Regions from separate parts of the Mus musculus genome. Here region 1 is linked to region 2. The links are chromatin contacts, called in public Hi-C maps. All regions are on one chromosome and are shown on one strand. Each heading gives the region's core, a stretch centred on a gene start, on an enhancer-like site or on the middle of the called end of the contact. The rest is flanking DNA. Distances are from core to core; before and after follow the strand shown.

Region 1 (6,506 bases), core at 2,098-4,597, 120 kb before region 2:
TGTCCTAGTGGAGGTGTAACCCCTGATCGGTTCTCCTTAGTAGAGATTTGAACATGCTGTTCTCTTCTCAGTATCAAGTGAGAACATGCAGGCAAACAGAGTTCTCACCACTTTGAGAATTCTGCATGGCATCCTTCAGAGGACAGGGAACCCCACTCTTCCCTAAACACCCACAGCGTGCCTGTTGGGGATGAGTACTGAAGGAGATGGGTGAGGACAAATGAGCTTCACAGAGAGAATTTCTAGTGTCTACATCCATTGTCAATATACATATATAGGCACATATGTGCACAGATATTAATAAATCAAGAGTGACAGGAAACAGCAAGCAGTCTGTGGCAAAAAAAAATACACCTAGGAGTAATGGTATGTTAATATTCAATTAAGCTATGGTCTAGTCTTAGTTGCCTGAGGAAGCTCATGACAGAATAAGGAGATAGATCTGCATCCTGTACAGGGCAAATCACTTTAATACAGTGGTAACAATGGAAACAAATGACTACAAACTGCAGTCAAACACCTGGCTTTACCTCTGATCCAAATAATCTGTGGGTCCTACAACTCCTTAATGCCTTCAAATTGTCCAACATGCATTCTCTTCCTCTTTCTCTTCCATTTCGTTCATGGTGTGTGTGTGTGTGTGTGTGTGTGTGTGTGTGAGAGAGAGAGAGAGAGAGAGAGAGAGAGAGAGAGAGAGAGAGAGGGAGAGGGAGAGGGACAGGGAGAGGGAGAGGGACAGGGAGAGGGAGAGGGAGAGGGAGAGGGAGAGGGAGAGGGAGAGGGAGAGAGAGAGAGAGAGAGAGAAAGAGAGAGAGAGAGAGAAAGGATGCTTCCTTAGCAGCTTAGAAGCTGCAAACAACACACCAAACATCCCAGGGGAAGCCAGATGCTAATTAGTGGTAAAAAGAACAAGTTTTAGATTACTGCCGTGGACCCCAGAACCAAACTAAGACTCACACGCCACCTTAGAGATTGACTGCCCATCCCGGGAAATGGACTTATAAGTACAGACATAGTTTGCAACCGACATATAAGAGCATGTGGGTTTAGGTTGTGAAGCAGACTGTCCTGGAGCAGACTGTTCAAAACGATGTGGTAGAATTCCTTTTTTTTTTCTTTTTTTTTTTATTGGGTATTTATTTCATTTACATTTCCAATGCTATCCCAAAAGTCCCCCCCCATGCTCCCCACCCACTCCCCCACCCACTCCCCCACCCACCCACTCCCACTTCTTGGCCCTGTCGTTCCCCTGTACTGAGGCATATAAAGTTTTCACGACTAATGGGCCTGTCTTTCCACTGATGGCCTACTAGGCCATCTTCTGATATATATGCAGCTAGAGACAGGAGCTCCGGGAGGTACTGGTTAGTTCATAATGTTGTTCCACCTATAGGATTGCAGATCCCTTTAGCTCCTTGGGTACTTTCTCTAGCTCCTCCATTGGGGGCCCTGTGATCCATCCAATAGCTGACTGTGAGCATCCACTTCTGTGTTTGCTAGGCCCCAGCATAGTCTCACAAGAGACAGCTCTATCTGGGTCCTTTCAGCAATATCTTGCTAGTGTATGAAATGGTGTCAGCGTTTGGAAGCTGATTATGGGATGGATCCTCGGATATGGCAGTCTCTAGATGGTCTATCCTTTCGTCTCATCTCCAAACTGTGTCTCTGTAACTCCTTCGATGGGTGTTTTGTTCCCAATTCTAAGAAGGGGCAAAATATCTCAGAGGCTCACTCCAGTGCGATACTTCTTTCAAGCTAAGAGGTAATTTCCCCCAACTTTGTGAAAGGCACCACAGCCATTTGATTTCAGTTTATGCAAAGTCCTTTGGGCGGAAAGAAATGAGATGTTTTAACAAGGCAATTTCTTGCAGAAAAGTACGGGGCATAACAAATAACAGAACAATTGACTCCAGGAATAACTTTCTTGCTTTTCCTTATTCCAGATTGGCTCATTTATTTTCAGTCCTTAAGAAGAGTAAGGTACATTGAGCATGAATCTAATTAAAGTCCTGTCACAAGTGTCATAGTAATTTAGACCTGCTTGGAAGTCTGGATGCCTGTTGCAGGCTCTAACAAGATCTGGTTCCCCACTTTTTTAGCTCATTCCCCACAACCCATTTGGACGCTCACCCTCCTTGCTTTGTATTGGACACTCCAGGTGTTTCTGCCCCCAGATCTTCCTCTGTTCCCTGTAGGTTTTTTGTCCCTGTCTTTACCTTACCTTTGTCCAGGTCTAGACACAGGAGGCTCCATACACACCATAGTGGCAGACTGTCTTTCTCCTTTTCTGTATTCCCAGTCTGCTTAGCTTTCTCAAAGCCTTTATGACTACACTACAGAACACCTGACCTTATACTGTTTCATGCCCTTCTTCTCTCTCTACCCAGATTCTGGGCTTCCAGAGGTCATGGTATATTCGTATTTGGCTTGATCTGTCTATTCCAGCCCCTGTCCCTGCCTAGTCAATGCTGCATTTGGCAAACGACACAACAGAATGGGCTCTTTTAAGTGATAGGTCTTCAATTATGTTTAATCTGTATTAAGCTCTTTGTAGAAATCATAACTCAAGCAACAGGATTAATGAAAAAAAAAAACTTTTTTTTTTCTCCCGTTGCCTTAAGTAACAGATTGAAAATTCCTAGGACAGGGTAGAACAGAGAAGTCGACATTAATTTAATTAAAGAGGAGCCATTTAAGATAGCAGAGTCATTTTGACCCAGTGTTAATGAGGGGAAACTGACATCGCAGCTGGGCCCCTCTCCTGGCTGCGTTCATGCTGATTACCAAATATGCGAACACAGTCTGCTGCCTCCAGACTGCTGCTGCAATGGCAGGTGGTGTCTCCTGTCTGAGGAGTTGGGGGCATTTCTTGTGAGAAGGTCAGCCACTCAGGGCAGTGAGAACATGAAGGAGCTCTTTCTCCTACAGCAAGTCTTCAGAAGAAGAAGAAGAAGAAGAAGAAGAAGAAGAAGAAGAAGAAAACCATGAGAGAGCATATCACGCCTCAGAATTCAGATGAAAACTTCTCCCAGGGTTCCTTGACACCCGGTAACTACATTTACAAGCGATAAGCAGAGCCAGACAGGAAAGCAGGGGTGAAGTCAGAGGACCTGCATCTCTTGCTATCGCTCCTTGATCTGCCTGCCCTTCAGACTCATGTCTTTCAGGAAGAAAGCATTCTTGCTACCCTCCAACGAGCATTCAACTCACTCAGCTCACAGGTCTAGCCTCCAAATCCTCAGTGCTCTGAAGAAAACATTCTTACCCATGAATGGCATTCTGCTGCAGACTATGTGTCTAACCGTCTTGAAGGGACATCTCCTCCATGCCATACTTGGCAGCAGAAATGGCCACCGCAGAGAGTAATAAAGCATGACTCCTCTCCATGGTGATGAAGTGTAAATGATGTCATAAATCCCAGGGAAGGGGTGTGATCAACTAGTTATGGGCTCCCTATGGACAGCATGTCAATAACTAAGGGAGTGAAGAAGGCCTCCGTTGGAAGGTGATATTTGAATCTGAAAGATGAATAGGACATTGTATCAGACAGAAATGTCAGGGAAAGGGCACACTACGGAGAGGAAACAACATGTTTCAAGGAGATAAGGCTCATGTAACATCAGGATTTTAGGTCTCTTTCTCTCCCTCTCCCTCCCTCCCTTTTCCTTCTCTCTCTGTTTGTCACTGTCTCTGTCTGTCTTTCCCTCTCCCTCCCTCCCTCCCTCTCTCTCTCTCTCTCTGTGTTTCTGTCTTTCTGTGTACCTTTATTTCTCCCTTTCTCTCTGTTTCTGTCTTTCTTTCTTTGTCTGTCTTTGTCTCTGTCTCTGTCTCTCTTTCTGTGTGTGTGTGTCCAGGTAGCTGTATGTGCAATCCTAGGCACAGTATATTGGAGGACAGTGGTTACATCTGTAGGAGCTACCTGTTTCCAACCCCCAGTGTAAAGTGTTTGAGGCAGGGAATTAGACACATACTCCCCGCCAAGCTCTGCAAGAACTAAAGACAGTTTCTGTGTAGAAATTCTATCACGTGTTTCTGAACTGCCATGTCTGAGTGTATTCACTCTCATGACCACCAGAGAGCCTGCTCACAACAATCATAGAAAGTTATACGCTCTATATCATGTGTCATATCACTCAAGAGTGATATATGTGTCATATCACTCAAGAGTGGGTTCTAACAGCACAGGATATGGTGTGGGGTGATGGGCCGTACACAGACAGCCTGGTCCCAGTCAAGCAAAGGTCTGGAACCCCAGTGACTTCCACCTGCATGGGACAGAAGGTGTTTGGTCTTGCCTCCTGGGTCCCTGGCTCTTGTCACATAGCTACAGCCTCCCACAGCCCTCCACAGAGGAATATGTGGTCATCAGTCAAGTAGGAGCAGCACCAAGCCCTCCCACACACAAATAAGGTTTCTTCCAAGCTCTTAGACCAAACCAATGAGAAGTACCTGTTGTCAGACCCTTACGTACCCCAAAACTGTATATAGGAATCCTATTTGGAAGGATTAAAGGTGTGTGCAAACTACTCCATAGTCCAAACCTTCTGTCCTAAGAGCTGTAACACTTGGGAAGAGGTCTACCCTTCTGAAGCTTCCCTTCGCTGGAACTCTCATACCAAGCAAGGCCAGAGATCTCCGTGGAAAGCCTCTGGTACCCAGACCCACAGTATGGTATTACCAGGCCTCCTTTACTCAGCAAACAGACCTTAGAGGGATGAGGATGCTCATCAAGCTCAGGGATAGTCAGGTACCACTGGCGGAGGAGGCCTCGTTGTACAGGCTCCACGGCAAAGCCTATGTTTGTACTTCGTCTCATAATCATCAGAGAAATGAGTGAACTTGGGGGGGGTGCAATATTAAGTGAGTTTTACAAAGACTATTCTATCATTTTTGTTGGCAGGAAAATAATTTTATAAAAAAAGGAGAAACATATAAGGAATGAAAGAGAGAAACTTTTAACTCTGGTAATTACATGGCATTTAGACCAATGCAAATCGAAAGAGAAAGCAAAGGAGCTTTCAGGCATTCTCTGTCCCAGAACAGTTAAGTCTAGGTTCTTTGAACACAACCAGTGTTGCGCTTGGGATGGGGGGTGGGTGATGGAGTCTGGGTTCTTTGAATATAGCCAGGGTTGAGCTTTGGGAGGAGGGAAGGCCCATCCTTGGTTGTTTTCACTTTCATTTTAAAAATCATTATTTGACTATAAAGTTCTGTCTTTGCACAGGTCACTAGTAGATTCCAGGATAGACTGCCAACTGTCAGCTAATTATGGTCCTTGCTCAAGACATTCCATAGCTAGAGATGGTCCTCCCCAACCTAGATGGGACCTTATTACTCGATTCTGTTTGCAAGAGTGGTGAAAATATAGCAACTCCAGACCCAGACCCCAGATCTTTTCACATCAGTCTCCAATTATGATATTATATAGTCCATGGCTACACACACACACACACACACACACACACACACACACTAATTAATATATGCACCACCTCTTAGCATGTAATGCCTATAGGCAGTAAAATAAAATGTCTTTCTAAAAACATTCATACTGTTACGAATTTTTACATATGGTGTGTATGTGCTGGTGTGCACATGTGCTTATATGTGTGTGTGTGTGTGTGTGTGTGTGTGTGTATGAGTGTGTGTGTGTGTGTGTGTGTGTGTGTGTGTGTGTGTGTGTGTAAGTGTACCAAAGATGCATCACAGTGTGTAAAGGTCAGAGAATAATGTTTTCTGGAATCTGTTCTCTCCTCTTTTGCATGGGTTCCGGGAATCAAACTGGGGTTGTCAGGTTTATCAATCTCATTGGCCCAAGAATGTCTTCTGAGGATTTAAAACATAGCTAAGGAATCCAGGAGAGTTTAGTAGGTAGTGGGAGAAACAGTTTCAGATCTTTTTTAAAGATAAAAAGTAGGTGCCCTCTAATTTGACATTTGATGAGGGGAGTCGACATCTCCATGAGGCAGTTGAAATGCGTGGGGCTAACAGTCACACACTCACAAGCAATCAGTGTTTTGTGAGATTGGCTCAGGCAAACACCTGAGAACTACTAAAGGCTCATAAAAGAATTACCCTAATATTTTGTGCATCTTCAGGGAACTCTGGATCTTCTTCTAAGCCTTACTCCCTCAACTTCAGGCACTGCCTTTACTGCCGTATCAAGGACAAAGCGCCCCACATAAATCCTTCAAGGGCATTGCTTCAGTTCAGGTTCACCTCACTGTGAAGAGGCACTGTGACCAAGGCAACAACATTTCCTTGGGGCTGGGTTACAGGTTCAGAGGTTCAGCCCATTATCATCAAGGTGGGAAGCATGGCAGCATCCAAGGAGGCATGGTGTTGGAGGAGCTGAGGGTTCTACATCTTGCTCTGGGGAGAACCAGAAGACTGTCTTCCAGGCAGCTAGATGGGTCTCAAAACCCATTCCCACTGTGACACACTTCCTCCAACAAGGCCATACCTCCTAATAGTACCACTCACTGGGCCAAGCATATTCAAACCAC
Region 2 (5,808 bases), core at 815-3,314:
AGCAAGATAAAATATTAATAAGCATGGAGAGCCCGTGATGCAGTGTTTGTAAGTGTGAGCTCTGAGTGGAGCAGGTATGAACTCTCTTTCCTGCGCTGCTCCTTGTAGGCTGTGTGGCTGTGGAAGGTGCCTGGGCTCCTCTAATCTCTGCATTAGCCTGGACGAGATGGATTGCAGAAGTCCAAGTCTACTTTTCCAGGTTGCAGGAAAGCTTTAACACATGGGATAGACTTCAGAGGGGCTGCTGCCTCAGACTCTAGAACAAAACCTCTGATGTCTAGATGGAGGTATCATGGTTGGTATTGCTCACAGTTAAGAACTGCAAATTAAGAAAAGTTTTTCAAAATGTAACTTACCCCCTTCTGCTTGTCCTTCTAAACCTTCTCATACCCACATCAGGTCCCCTTCAAATTCATGACATATGTGAATATGAGGCTCTCTCCCTCTCTCTCTCTCTCTCTCTATATATATATATATATATATATCTCCTTTGATACTGTCTATTTCTTACCCTTATACATTTTTTAGTGATGACCACTCAGTATTGGGTAACAAATTAAAGATCTCATCTCTGCTAAAGATAGTAGTTTCTCCTCTCTCAGAGGCAACCAATATTGTGTAGCCCTTCATCCGGGATATGGATTTTGCTTTTCAAAAATTTGTTGAAGAACAAAAATGGAAAGGGTAGAATGAAGCCGAACCTAGTTGTAGCTCCCCACTCCTGTCTTAAAGCTGAATTATATAGCCACAGGTACCAAATGAGTGTGAGAAAAATGGTTACTTTAAATGCAGAGGACTAGCATGTATAAAATATATGACATATTTCAAAGAATATATAAAAACAAGCATAATATATCTTGGTAGTGAGAATTATTTGCTGACAGTGTTTGAGATAGGATAAGTGAAATATGGCTCATTTCCATTTTTATTTTATTTTATTTTTTTAAGGTACAACGTTTGTATTTAGATGACTTTATATTTGACCACTTCGCTGCCCATCAAGGTCATCTTACCCCTTCCAAAGCAAAACTTCAACAGTTTTCTGTCAAGCCTTTCTGAAAACAAAGAAAGGAGCTTCTTCCATTCATATAATCCACCTATAATTCCTTTCTTTGAGTTGTTTTATCTCCACTTGAATTAAAAGGACATATTGATGACCCCCTCCAAGTGCTGAGACCTTTGGCATCAGATCCAAAACACCTTACTTTAGGATCCATTTTAGGATGGATAATCAATGTTCTTACCAACTCCTGACAACCCACTTCTCTCATAAATGAATTCAGAGTACATTCATTGCAAAGATGCCACTACCAAATGATACTTAGAATGTTTATCTCAGAGCTGCAACTCAAGTTTAATATCTGGCGCTCATAGCTATATCCTACCATTTCCTAAACATGGCTACAAGACGTGCCTCTGCTTTCAAATCTGATCTCCCAAATTTTACCTGAATGTTCACAGTCAAAGTCATGGCTGGTCTAGTCTCCATCCCTAAGTAAACCTCTGGAATATGGTTTGTAGCCTTTGGCCTCTGCATAGAGGAAGGCTTGGGAGAGACATGCCTCTGCAGAATGTGGGGATGGCTGCCTTGTAGTAGGTGGGACTCCTTTGCATCTTGAGAAAATTACTGGAAGTATTTCTACTTCAGGGGCAAACAATCATTTAGCACAGGGGCATAAGGGAAGTCCTCTGCAATATTGATGGCTTTGTAAAGTGTCAAGTCTTTGTAAAGGAGGCTTTCCATGAATTAATATAGAATAGAATGTCAAAGACAAAGGATTTAGCAACTACTGCAATAGAGAATAAATCGCAAAGCAGTTACCACACACAAAGTTTTCTAAACTCCTGGCAGGTAGAATTCAAAGGGAAACTAAGGCTTGTGACTTTGCTAAAATGCCAGAGTCAAGGCCAGAGTTCTGGCTTCCCAAATATCAACTTTTTCTTTGGCCTCTGCAACAAGCATGAATGTCAATGCTGTGTGCGCACACACTGCACAAGAGAAAGAGAGAGAGAGAGAGGAAAGAGAGAGAGAGATGGGGGTAGTATAGGGGTCATTGGAAGAGTGTGTTTAGGGGAGGTGAGAAGCAAGGAGGATGGGTTTATGATAAGAGAAAGGATTCAACAATATAATATATATGCTAAATGAGTCTGTTATCTGGAGAACCACAGCAGATAAAAAAAATCTTGAGCTGGCAATGAAGTTAATAGAGTTGAGTTTTATTCCCACTCGTGGCTGGGAACTGTGTGTCCTTGGGAATGTTATTGAATTACTCTGACCCTAAGTTTGTGAGCACTGTGGATAGAAAGATTTGCTTCTTAGTTTGTGGTGAGGATTAAATGTTATTGCGCACGTTAACCACCTGGCACCCTGCATGCTAATGGCCGTTTCCCTTTCTCTGCAAGCCCTCACACCAGGACAGAGCAATCTTTTTAATTTAATATCCTTGACTAAATGGCTTTAAGTCAAACTATCACCATTGCTTAGATATCGTTTTGTTAAAAAAAAAAAAGCTGCTCAAAATAATTTGTGATCAGCAATCTTTACCTAAAAGCATTGATTTTTTTCCTAGGCTGGACAAGATGTAGCAATAGGATTTATTGTTGATGTGCATTAGAAAACTCAAGGTCTGACTCTCCACAAACTGCCTTGAATACCAGGTATATAGTGCAATATTTGACAATTCAGTCTGAGATGCCTACCACAGGGGACAACCACAAACAAGAAAGCCCATCGTGGGTGCATTTGCTCTATTGCACATTTCATAAGTCAGGGGTGTCTCTTCCCTTATATTTTTAAAATGCAAGTTCAATTTTGTAACTACTCATTCATCGACATTCTGTGCTCATAAAAAACACAGGAGAAATCAATTAAATTGTTCCCAGCTACCAGATGTTAAGGAGAGAGTAATATAACAGAGTCAAGCACAGTTTTAAAGACAAACAATATGATGCGTGTCTAACAGTTGCTTAGAGCTCAGCAGTAATGAGGCCAAGGTCAGGAGTTCAATCTCCCATGGCCAGTTAGCTTTGCTTCAGTCTGGAGCCACCAGCAGTATATGTGCTATACATCTTGAATGTTCACCCCATTGATGGTTAAGGTGCATTGCAGAGAAGGTAACAGCAAGATTTTATAGGCCACAGGAAGGACAGCTTAAGGATAATTCTGCCTTCTGCTTGCTTTCTCCTATCTATAAAGGCGTTCTGTCACCATTATCAGTCTTAAGGCTACTAAGTGTAGCCCATTGCTTTCAGCTTTCAAGGATGCATTGGGTAGCAGCTGAAGTGCTAAGAAAGGAAAGTGCCAAGAAAGAAAGGAATGGCTTTTCCACAATGATTCCCCAGCCTTGTGAGGAGGGGATATTCCTGAACATTCTGGCTGTATCTTACTTACATCATGGTCTCTCGAGGTGTGAACAACTGCTACCTCATGCTTCCAGTGCCACAGATGAAGGCAATCCCCTCTGTCATCCCTTCCCTACCATGGTAAAGGGATCATTCTACAAATAAAGACAAATTCAACCTCTCCTCCTTCAAGCTCTTTCTGTGAGGTGTTTTATCCACTGCTATGCAGAAGTATTATTACATACTGCCTTCACTGAACTGTACTGGCACCTTCACCATCCTGCGAATTGATCAGTGAAGAAATCTACTTACTTAGATGTTAATCTCAGCTTAAAGAATGCCTTCATGGGGGTGTCTACACCGGTGTCTTACCAAATATCTGAAACCCATGCTGAAGTGTCTTGATACCTAAGATTTTGTTATCGCTGCCTTTTTGCCCTCATCGACATCTTCTGGAGTCTTTGGCCTCATGCCTCACTTGAACTTAGAAGAATCAGACAAAGCTGATAGGAAATGAGTTCCGTGGTTAGATTACAATGACCGTGGGAATAGGATGTATTTACTTACACATTTCTATGAAGCAGAATCCCAAGTGGAGGACCTGCAAACCATGCCATGAGAGCAGGCTTACAAAGTGAACTCAGAAACTGGAGACTTCACTACAAACGGGTTTCAGAGATCTGAGTGCAGCTACCGTTCTGGATGAGCTGTCAAGAACACCCCCTTCTCCCCGCCTGAACCTTTGAGTGAACCCTCAGAATTTGGGGCTAAACAAATATAGCTCAACACTGTGAGATAGTAACACAAAAGATTCATTTAAGGCCTACCTGTATTTCTTATCCATAGAGACTGGCAGAGACAAAAATGTGTATTTTTGTCAGCCATTAGCTTTTGGAGTGATTTGTTGTATAGTAAGAACTAATGAAGGAATTAAATTATTATATTTACCAGAATGATTGGCTGATAACCAAATCTTTACTAACCAACTGAAGTTATAAAAAACAAACAAACAAACAAACAAACAAACAAACAAAACCAGTTGAAGACCAGTGAACACTCAGGATTGTTCTTGATACTCAAGAGTTTTCAGTAGGGACGCCAAGAAGACACCACAAAGCTAGCCACCCAAGAGAAGTGCCACTCCTGCTGAAGTCAAGAAGGACCAAATAGAAATATTATTACCAAAACAGAAAGCTTGGAACCACGGTTATGCGCTGAAATTTAATAAGGAAGTTAATTCTCACACTATGTTCTGCTCTGTGTTATCAGCCAGGTTCACATGAGGATATCAGGGTAGGCCAGTGATGGAACACATCCAAACTGTACATCTTCACCAGGTGGCAGGGGGTTAGAGAGACCTCCCTCCCTCCTTCCCTCCTTCCCTCCTTCCCTCCCTCCCTCCTTCCCTCCTTCCCTCCTTCCCTCCTTCCCTCCTTCCCTCTCTCTCTCCCTCTTTCTTCCCTCCTTTCCTCCCTCTCTTCCTTCTCTCTTTCATACTATAGTCTTATCATCTTCACCTTCTTCTTTCTTAAAAAAATTGAGGACCAACAAAAAACAGATGCACATTCAGGCAAGAATTATATGCACCCTAAATATACAGATGGTAACATAAGGAACTGTGTGATTGGATTCTGTACTATAAACATCAAGCTTAACTTCTGTAAAAATCCCCATATGTATATATATGTGTGTGTGTGTGTGTGTGTGTCTGTGTGTGTGTGTCTGTGTGTCTGTGTGTGTATATATATGTGTATACACACACACACACATATATACATATATATATTTAAATTCTGTGATGTTGTAAGCACAAATACAATATTTGGAGAGTTAAACAAACAAAGAATTCTATTTTTGACATTTAGCAGCTGTGTGGTTTTATACAAGATCCCTTGTTTCTTACCTTACAAAAATTAAAACAATCAATCAAACAAACAAAAAGTCACTTCTACCTCGTAATCTTCTTATGAGAATAAAGGTGACAAGAATTACTGTTAGGACGCAGAGTGGCTTGAAGCTAGTTATCATTAATAAAAGCTCACACGGAGCCGGTAACTGTGGTTTGTGGTTTAACGGAACATGTTCATTGGAAGGGCTGGACTCTAAGCTGCACGGAAAAGAAGGAAGCAGACAGGGTGGAAGCTGAGACCTTCTCAGGGCTTGCAGCTCAGGCTCCTCTCAGAAGGGCCTTAGAGAGCTCGGAGGAGTTAGTGCCTTACAAACGAACAAATGGATGCACTGAAGCCAGGTAGTGGTGGCGCACGCCTTTAATCCCGGCATTCGGGAGGCAAAGGCAGGCAGATTTCTGAGTTCAAGGCTGGCCTGGTCTTCGATGTGAGTTCCAGGACAGCAAGACCATACAGAAAAACCCTCCTTAAAAAAAAAAAAAAAAAAAAAAAAGAGAAAAAGAAAAGAAAAAGAAAAAGAAAAAAAGGAAATGAAAAAAAAAGTGGGACATTCTATCCA

The links. Hi-C and Micro-C count contacts between places; a contact is called where the count stands out from the background.
Region 1: a Hi-C map of the G1E-ER4 cell line shows a contact between it and region 2, with 6 times the contacts expected there. The contact joins the promoter of 4930578N18Rik here to the enhancer-like site in region 2. A contact is called at or near these places in 5 of 39 promoter capture datasets (the HPC-7 cell line, HPC-7-derived erythroid cells, liver and 1 more), 1 of 15 datasets of contacts at CTCF or cohesin (the G1E-ER4 cell line), 5 of 484 Hi-C or Micro-C datasets (the G1E-ER4 cell line, the HPC-7 cell line and group 2 innate lymphoid cells) and 1 of 115 datasets of contacts at active chromatin or transcription factors (the HPC-7 cell line).

What each region holds. Positions count from the first base shown.
Region 1 is chr16:76,119,454-76,125,959 of GRCm38.p6, reverse strand. 4930578N18Rik (RIKEN cDNA 4930578N18 gene) reads right to left here and starts at 3,347. Exons shown (of 3, transcript NR_040575.1): 1 at 3,266-3,347.
Region 2 is chr16:76,002,182-76,007,989 of GRCm38.p6, reverse strand. The region is part of intron 2 of Gm15555 (predicted gene 15555); the gene reads right to left. Among named protein-coding and RNA genes, the nearest start is that of Gm15555, 4.3 kb to the right of the region's middle. Within about 2 kb of position 2,064, at least 5 of the 459 cell types and tissues checked have an H3K27ac peak or open chromatin away from gene starts, as enhancers often do. A contact at or near this core is called in the G1E-ER4 cell line, where this site is marked.